Linked DNA regions of Sus scrofa: region 1 is linked to region 2. Evidence: chromatin contacts called from public promoter capture Hi-C data. All regions are on one chromosome and are shown on one strand. The core of a region is the stretch at or near the end of the contact, and the rest is flanking DNA. Distances in the headings are between cores, read along the strand shown.

The links. Promoter capture Hi-C pulls out the DNA fragments that hold promoters and counts their contacts.
Region 1: a promoter capture Hi-C map of fetal skeletal muscle shows a contact between it and region 2, with 6 times the contacts expected there. The contact joins the enhancer-like site here to the promoter of TAOK3 in region 2. A contact is called at or near these places in 4 of 5 promoter capture datasets (fetal liver, fetal skeletal muscle, liver and 1 more), 22 of 47 Hi-C or Micro-C datasets (adipocytes, alveolar macrophages, embryonic fibroblasts and 13 more) and 2 of 2 datasets of contacts at active chromatin or transcription factors (alveolar macrophages and skeletal muscle).

What each region holds. Positions count from the first base shown.
Region 1 is chr14:34,742,131-34,745,829 of Sscrofa11.1, reverse strand. All of the region lies in intron 1 of KSR2 (kinase suppressor of Ras 2), which reads right to left. Among named protein-coding and RNA genes, the nearest start is that of KSR2, 69 kb to the right of the region's middle. Within about 2 kb of position 1,964, at least 26 of the 83 cell types and tissues checked have an H3K27ac peak or open chromatin away from gene starts, as enhancers often do. A contact at or near this core is called in fetal skeletal muscle and undifferentiated spermatogonia, where this site is marked.
Region 2 is chr14:34,320,604-34,324,037 of Sscrofa11.1, reverse strand. It overlaps TAOK3 (serine/threonine-protein kinase TAO3), which reads right to left and starts at 2,022. Exons shown (of 21, transcript XM_001924400.7): 1 at 1,708-2,022.

The sequences.
Region 1 (3,699 bases), core at 715-3,214, 420 kb before region 2:
AAGATATTTTTTATCCTAGCTTGTACTGGCTACAAAGTACCAGGCAAGGAAAAAACTGATCCTTCCCCACACAAAGTGTGAGAGGCACAGCTCCACTTGGGGAATTTTCAGGGATTGGTCTTAATCCACCTACATCATTAAATAAATTATTTTCCAAAATGATTCTAAAGATACTGCCTTGCAGAGCACTGTGACAATGCTGAAGTGGATGCTGAGCTGTTACTAACTAATTCCACAGATGGGGAAACTGAGGCTCAGAGGCTTTGGAATTATGCCCAGGTTCACATCACTAAAGCAGCAGGAGAGTCAGGATTCGAACTCAGGATAGGATGCCCAGTTGCCAGCCCTCTTCCCCATAACACTTTGCTGAAGCGGAGAAAGTTCATACCATCTAGAGGTCAAAGTTGAGAAACACTTAGAAAGGGGCCTCACCATGACCTCACCCTTCCCATGTGTCCTAATTTATTTTTAGGTCACCCTCTATTCAAGCCCATGCAGAGCTGAACTGCAAAAAGTTCAAAGAAATTCCATCTTCAAGGGAAGAAACACAGGGCCCATGGAATAGCACTCGCAAGCTGAGCCCACCATCAGCGCCTGCACTCTGGTACAAAAGGTTTCCTGGGCCTGGGGTCAGAAGGATCACAGGACTTGGAGAGCAGGCTGTAGTTCTCCATCTCCACACCAGAGGGCAGCCTGGCACTTTCCATCGCAGATGGAAAATTTCTTCAGACCCTCCCTCCTGGATCTGAGCATCTTCAAGCCTTATTACTGTACTCAGTATTAGCTTGATGGTAAATTTAGCAGCATAAACAAAAAAAAAGTTTAAAGTCAGGGCACGTGACAGAGCTATAAATAATTATGTCTGAAATCTCTAAGGTAAAAACGGGGGACTTTCCACTCAGAATCTAAACCAAGATGAACCATGAGAGAGATCTACCGGCAAAGCCCCTCAGGTTTGGTTTGCTGGGGTCCAAAACCTTCACCACTTTAGGTACTTATAAAAAAAAAAAAGCACTAAAATAGAGTCCATGGAAGCTGGAAAGGGGTGCAGTACAGATTGGGGATCTTCCTGACCTTATGGAAATCAGCTCTCCTGTAAACCTCATAGCAATGCCCATTTTACACAGGTGGAAACTGAGGCTTAAAAATCACAGGAGGAAGAGACAGGCTCCAGAGCCGTCTGTTCCCCTCAGGGTGCCTTCAGCAAGCACCCCATATCACTGCTGTCTTCTCTTTAGCAGGAAGCAGCTGGTAGCAGAGAGCTCAAAGCCCTGAAACCGAATGGCCCACGTCTTCCCACAGCTTAGAGTTCTTCCCCTCTGGCGTTAGACATAAATGGCACTTTCCTATCCTCCGGAGTGTCATCCTTTCCCAACCATCCTCCACTGTCACCAGCACAACACCCTGTTTTTTTTCCTTGGGAGCACTCATCGCTATCCCGCAAATTATCCTGTTTATTGGTTTCCATAGTTACGCCCCCCCCTATCATCATCATCACACACCCATCAGAATGTCAGCTCTAAAGAGCATGGGCTTTGCCTGTCTTTTCCCCCAGTGTTCAGATCAGGGCCTAGCATGCAAGACATATTTCTTGGTCTTTCGATGAACCAGCATCACTGGGGTGGGGGAATCAGGCCCCTGCCCAGATAACCCAACTCCTTTTCCAGCGGGCACACCACGTTCAGAACCAGCTCTTCGGCCCAGGCTCCCAGGTTCTCAGAAGCAGCGGCGGTGGTGGAGGGTAAAGAAATCTTCAGCGGCCCGACGCCTTCCCGCGGTTGCCAGGGAGACTATTGTCATAACATCCCCGCCGCTGGGGTGGGGGGGGACAGCTGACAGCGGAGAGAATTTATTTGACTCGCTCACGTCTCAAGTAACCGGCCATTTGCATCCGCAGGCAAATTCGCTGCTGAAGCCTGGCAGCCTGGGAGACGTTCCCTTCCTCCTCTCCCCAGCCCATCCCAGTTAGAACAGGATCTCCGCGCTGGAGCCAACCGGACCCAGCGGTCCTGCGCTGGCCCTGGGGCTGCCTACTGCGCCGGCTCGCTCTACCCCAAACCGCCCACTGCTTTGTGTTAAAGCTTTCAGTGTTCCTGGTAGCTTTTCCTTCTCTTTACGTTTTTATGGCTAATGAATATTACAGACAGTAGAGAAAAAAAAGAGCTCATATATTTAATGAGTACTGACTTAGATGCCAGCCCCACTGGTAACTTCCTCACATAATGATAATGTTTATATTTTTGCCATAACAATACATTTTGCTATATATTTCAAACATATCTATATATGACATAACATATACAGTATGTTATATTGATACAGTATGTTATATATTGATCTATTATATACTACTGTATGGTACATATTATATGTAGCCTGTATCTGTATAATATATATTATAGTCATAGGTCTATCACAGATAAGAATTCAGGAGTTACCTTATGGCTCAGCAGGTAAAGAACCTGACTAGCATCCATGAGGATACGGGTTCCATCTCTGGCTTCAATCACTGGGTCAAGGAGCTAGCAGATCCTAGCTAGGTTGCAGATGTGGCGCCTATCCAGTGTTGCCATGGCTGTGGTATAGGCCTGCAACTGCAGCTCTGATTCAACCCCTAGCCCAGGAACCTCCATATGCTGAAGGTATGGCCCTAAAAAGACCAAAAAATATATGTATTAATATATATATAATACATAATTTTAAACAATATTTATATTATATAGCATATATTATGTATTTATAATAATAAAACTGACATCTGTTGATACTTTTTACCTGCCAGCCCTGTGCCTACTGCTTAGTTAAGAAGGATGCTATCAATAAATATTACACGATAATACATTCATAATCATCTTCATAGCTAAGTTTTATTGAGCATTTACCATGTGCCAGGCACCACACTAAGTACTTCCTTAATGTCACTAGATTGTCATTATGTGCCCTAAGAGCTAAGAACTGTCTTATTCCCATTTTTTTTGGTCACTTTTTTTTTTTTTTGTCCTTTTTTAGGGCCGAATATGGAGGTTCCCAGGCTCGGAGTCTAATCAGAGCTGTAGCCGCTGGCCTGTGCCACAGCCACAGCCACGCCAAATCTGAGCTGCGTCTGCAACCTACACCACAGCTCACGGCAACACCGGATCCTTAACCCACTGAGTAAGGCCAGGGGTCAAACCTGCAACCTCATGGTTCCTAGTTGGATTTGTTTCTGCTGCACCACGAAAGGAACTCCTTATTCCCATTTTTGAGATGAGAAAATGGAGGCACAGAGTGATGATGTAACTTGCCTTCGGTCCCAGGGACAAACAAGCAGGGGCTAAGGCGGCCCCTCAGCCTGCCCCATTCCTTTATTTCCATACCACACTTTAAAGTTGACAACCTTTCACTCCCTTAGGGGAGCTTGTTAAGAACATGCAGGATGGGCCCCTGCTTCCCTCGACCCACACATGCAGAATCAAATGCTCCTGGGGACAGGGGGATTCTCATTTCTTTTAAACAAGGTCCCCAGATAGTTCTGACAGAGGCAAAAAGTCCAGAACCACTGCCTTCAGGTTCTTAATCCGTCATCGCCCCTGCAGTGCCAATTAGGCGATCTGATTAAATGAGCGAGTCTTGAGGGGCTGATTCCAGAGAGGGCAGGGTGATGATGTAGGCAGGACCGATCATCCTGCAAATGAGAAGAAGCAGGGGGAAAATAAGATT
Region 2 (3,434 bases), core at 773-3,272:
AAGAAGATATCTAAATAACTACAAAATGATAGAGTAATTACATCTCCTGGTATTTTCCCCAAACCATCATTTTCTAAGTCTGCTTCCGTGAAAAAAGAACCCGTCACAAAGATAAGGGGTGAGGAGAAGCAACACACCAATAGAGAAAAAGAGGTTAAAAATTCAAATGCCAAACTGCAGAGTACAACCATAACAAAGCATGTGCATTCAGGAGAATATTAGAAAGGTAGTCAGGGCGGTATTAACATATCCTAAATACTCTGAACAACTAGCCCCGTCATTAATTTTCACATCCATCAAGGTAGGAGGCTGCACCCCAATTCCCACCCCCCATTGCTTTCCACTGTTTGTTTCAGCATTTTAATAGACACACACTTGCCTCCCACCAGGGCATAAAGTGTCTGGTTTAAATAGGCTTTTCTCTTTCAGCTTGTCCCAGAATTACGCCTAAAGCTCAGTCCTGGTGGCTTTTCAGGATGAAGAATCTAATTGGAAAATGCTGTTAGTTTAGCGACTCCAATACCTCTTTTCAAAATTTAGTTTGACCTTCCAAATGTCTTTCCAACACACGAAGATAAACAGTGAAACTTAGTATGCAGTTCCTGTAAGTCTGCATCGTAAACACTGATACTGATGTGCTGACAAACCTGAGTAAGTTTGTCAGCTCCTTGCTTAGTTGAAAGTGAGAAAGACAAGAGTCTATCAAAACAGCCTCACCAGTCCAAAACCTGGATCTCCAAAAGGGTCCCTTTCCCTTGCCACTGGTTTGTGGAGAGTTAAAGAAGCCCTTTCCAACTTTTCACTTTCTGATGAAGCTATCGAGGTCAGGAAGCTTCACTTTCAAGGCATCCACGCCCAACTCGGAGAAACAAACGCGAAGCCAGGGGGCCAGCGAGCAGAGGTCCGGCGGTCCCTCGCTCCAGCCCTTTCCAAGATTCCTATGCTTCGGCCCGACCCTCCAGCCTGCGCGTTAGAGTAGGAGACGGCTCATTACATAATCCCCGTTCCCCAGAGTCTCCCACAGAGTCACGGGGGCTCAGGCGGCCCCCAGTCTCCCACTCCGCCCTTAGGAAGCTCGGCTGACTGCACCCGGGGAGCGGCGGCCAGCTGCCCCGACTCGCCTGGCGCCGCGACCGGGACCCAGGCCCCTATAGTCACCCACGAGGGGCTGGGCCGCGCCTCCACGGGTAGCCCCCGGGTCCCAACTCAGACCTGGGTCCCAGCCCCCTCGGGGTGCGCCTCACGTCACAGCCACTGCCCCAGTCCCTCTCGGAGTCCCCCATCACACCTGCTGCCTCAAGCCCTCTCGGGGTCCCCTTGCGGCTCAGACCCGCTGTCCTGGCCCATTTCAGGGACCCTTCCCTTGAGTCTCTCTATCCCGGTCCCTCTTGGGGTCTCCCCTCAGACGCACTGTTCCGGTCCCTCTTGAGGTCTCCCCTCAGACCCATCGTTCCATTTCCCCTCAGGGCCCCCCCTCTGGTCCGCTGTCCCGGCCTCTCTCGGGTCCCCTTCCACCACACCCGATGTCCCAAGCCCTCTCAGGGTCCTCCTCTCAGAAACGCGGGGCGGCCCCTCTCCGAGACTCCTCAGCCAGAACTGTCAAACCCGCTGCCGAAACTCCCTCACTCGGTCCCTCGCCGACCCCACTCCGCCCTGAGTTCCTTCGCCCCGGCTCACTGTCACCTCCCTGCGCCCCGGTGCTCTCACCTCAGACCTGCTGTCACCACCCCGGGGCCCGGCGTCGCCGCCGCCGCTTCCTCTCCCACACTTGTTCCCGAATCGCTCTTCTGCCGCTTGTTCCCGGGAAGATCCCCAGGTCCGGTCGGTAAGCTACGGGTCCGGCTGCGCAGAGCCTCCGCTCGCGGTTTCCGCGTCGGGTGCCACTCTTGCACGCAGGACCCCACCGCCGCCGCCGCCGCCGCCGCCGCCGCCCCTGGGCGCCACACGGACCCTCCCGCTGCAGCCGCTGCTGCTGTCCGAGGTGCGGCTCCTGCCAGGGATGGCCAATCGCACCCGACTGCGCCGAGCGCGCTCCGCCCCGCCGTCCCAAGTCCGCCCGCCCCCTGCCCCTGACCACGCCCCCAGCCAGGCTCCAATAGGCTCTCTACTGACCTTCCCTGATCGCGGGGCACAGACTTAGGGCCAGATATAGGTACTTGATTGGAGGTGCCTTGGAAGCAGAGCTGTCGATGGTGCTTGAGGATTGGCGGAGTTGAATGTGGGCGGGACCGGGAGGGGCGGGGTTTCCTCAGACGCGGAAGACCTTGCAACTTCACTCACCCACTGGCCCGCCTCGGGTGCGGTCGTCCTTGTTTGCGCTGTGTTGGGGTCAAAGTTCATGGCACTCCCCTCTGAGCCTTTATTTTTCTGGGGAGACTCCCAGAGGCCAAGGCCCCTTGGGACTCTGGGAGACCACCATGCGAGAGCCTTTAAGGCGGTCCCGATTTCCCCGTTAGACCTGGCACAGCTTTCTAAATAATTCTGCCGTAAATCGATAACAGCAATTATTCACTCAGGACTTGTGAACGTTTCCTGTATTTAACCGCTTTTATATCTTTGGCAAGGGAGTTACACTTCCTTACATTGCATTCCGCAGACATCAGTATAATGATGTTGATGGGAAAAAAAAATCTACCTCCTAGATGCATAGTATGCACAACTAGGCATTTAGCACTGTCAGGGAGCGTTTTCATAGTTACAAGACCAAAGTTAAGAAATACTCAGTTTGAGGGTTATGATAATAATTACAAGTAAGGGAGTTTCCGTCGTGGCTCAACAGTTAATGAACCCGACTAGGAACCATGAGAATTTGGGTTTGATCCCTGGCCTTGCTCAGTGGGCTAAGAATTTGGCATTGCCATGAGCTGTAGTGTAGGTTCACAGATGCGGCTAGGATCTGGCATTGCTGTGGCTGTGGTGTAGGCCAGCAACTGTAGCTCCGATTGGACCCCTAGCCCAGAAACTTTCATAGGCTGCTGGTGTGGCCCTAAAAAAAAAAAAAAAAAAAAAAACTAGGAACAGGAACTGTTTGGTAGGGGAACCCTTCAGGGAGGCTTCAGCAAACCTCTTCAACATATTTTTTCTCAGGGCCCTGTGAAATGATTTTATGATTTTTGCGGTAACTAATGGCCAAAGTATAATGAACTTTGACCTAAGTGCTACTGGTGATAACCAGAGACCCATCTTGACCCAAACTGAAACATTGTGCTTGCCAGGGGTGAAAGTGCATGTTTTAATTCAGAGCCATACTTTATATTTTTGTGAAACATATGTTGAACTAATACTGGAAACTGAAAACTGCTGCCTTCACCCCAAACCCTAAAACTTAGGGGCTTTGAGAATTTAGCATTTTGTGAAGAAATCGTTTCATTTCAGGAACACAGTTTGTTCCTAAGCCTTGTCAGATACATTCAGGACTTCACTCTTAGAAACCT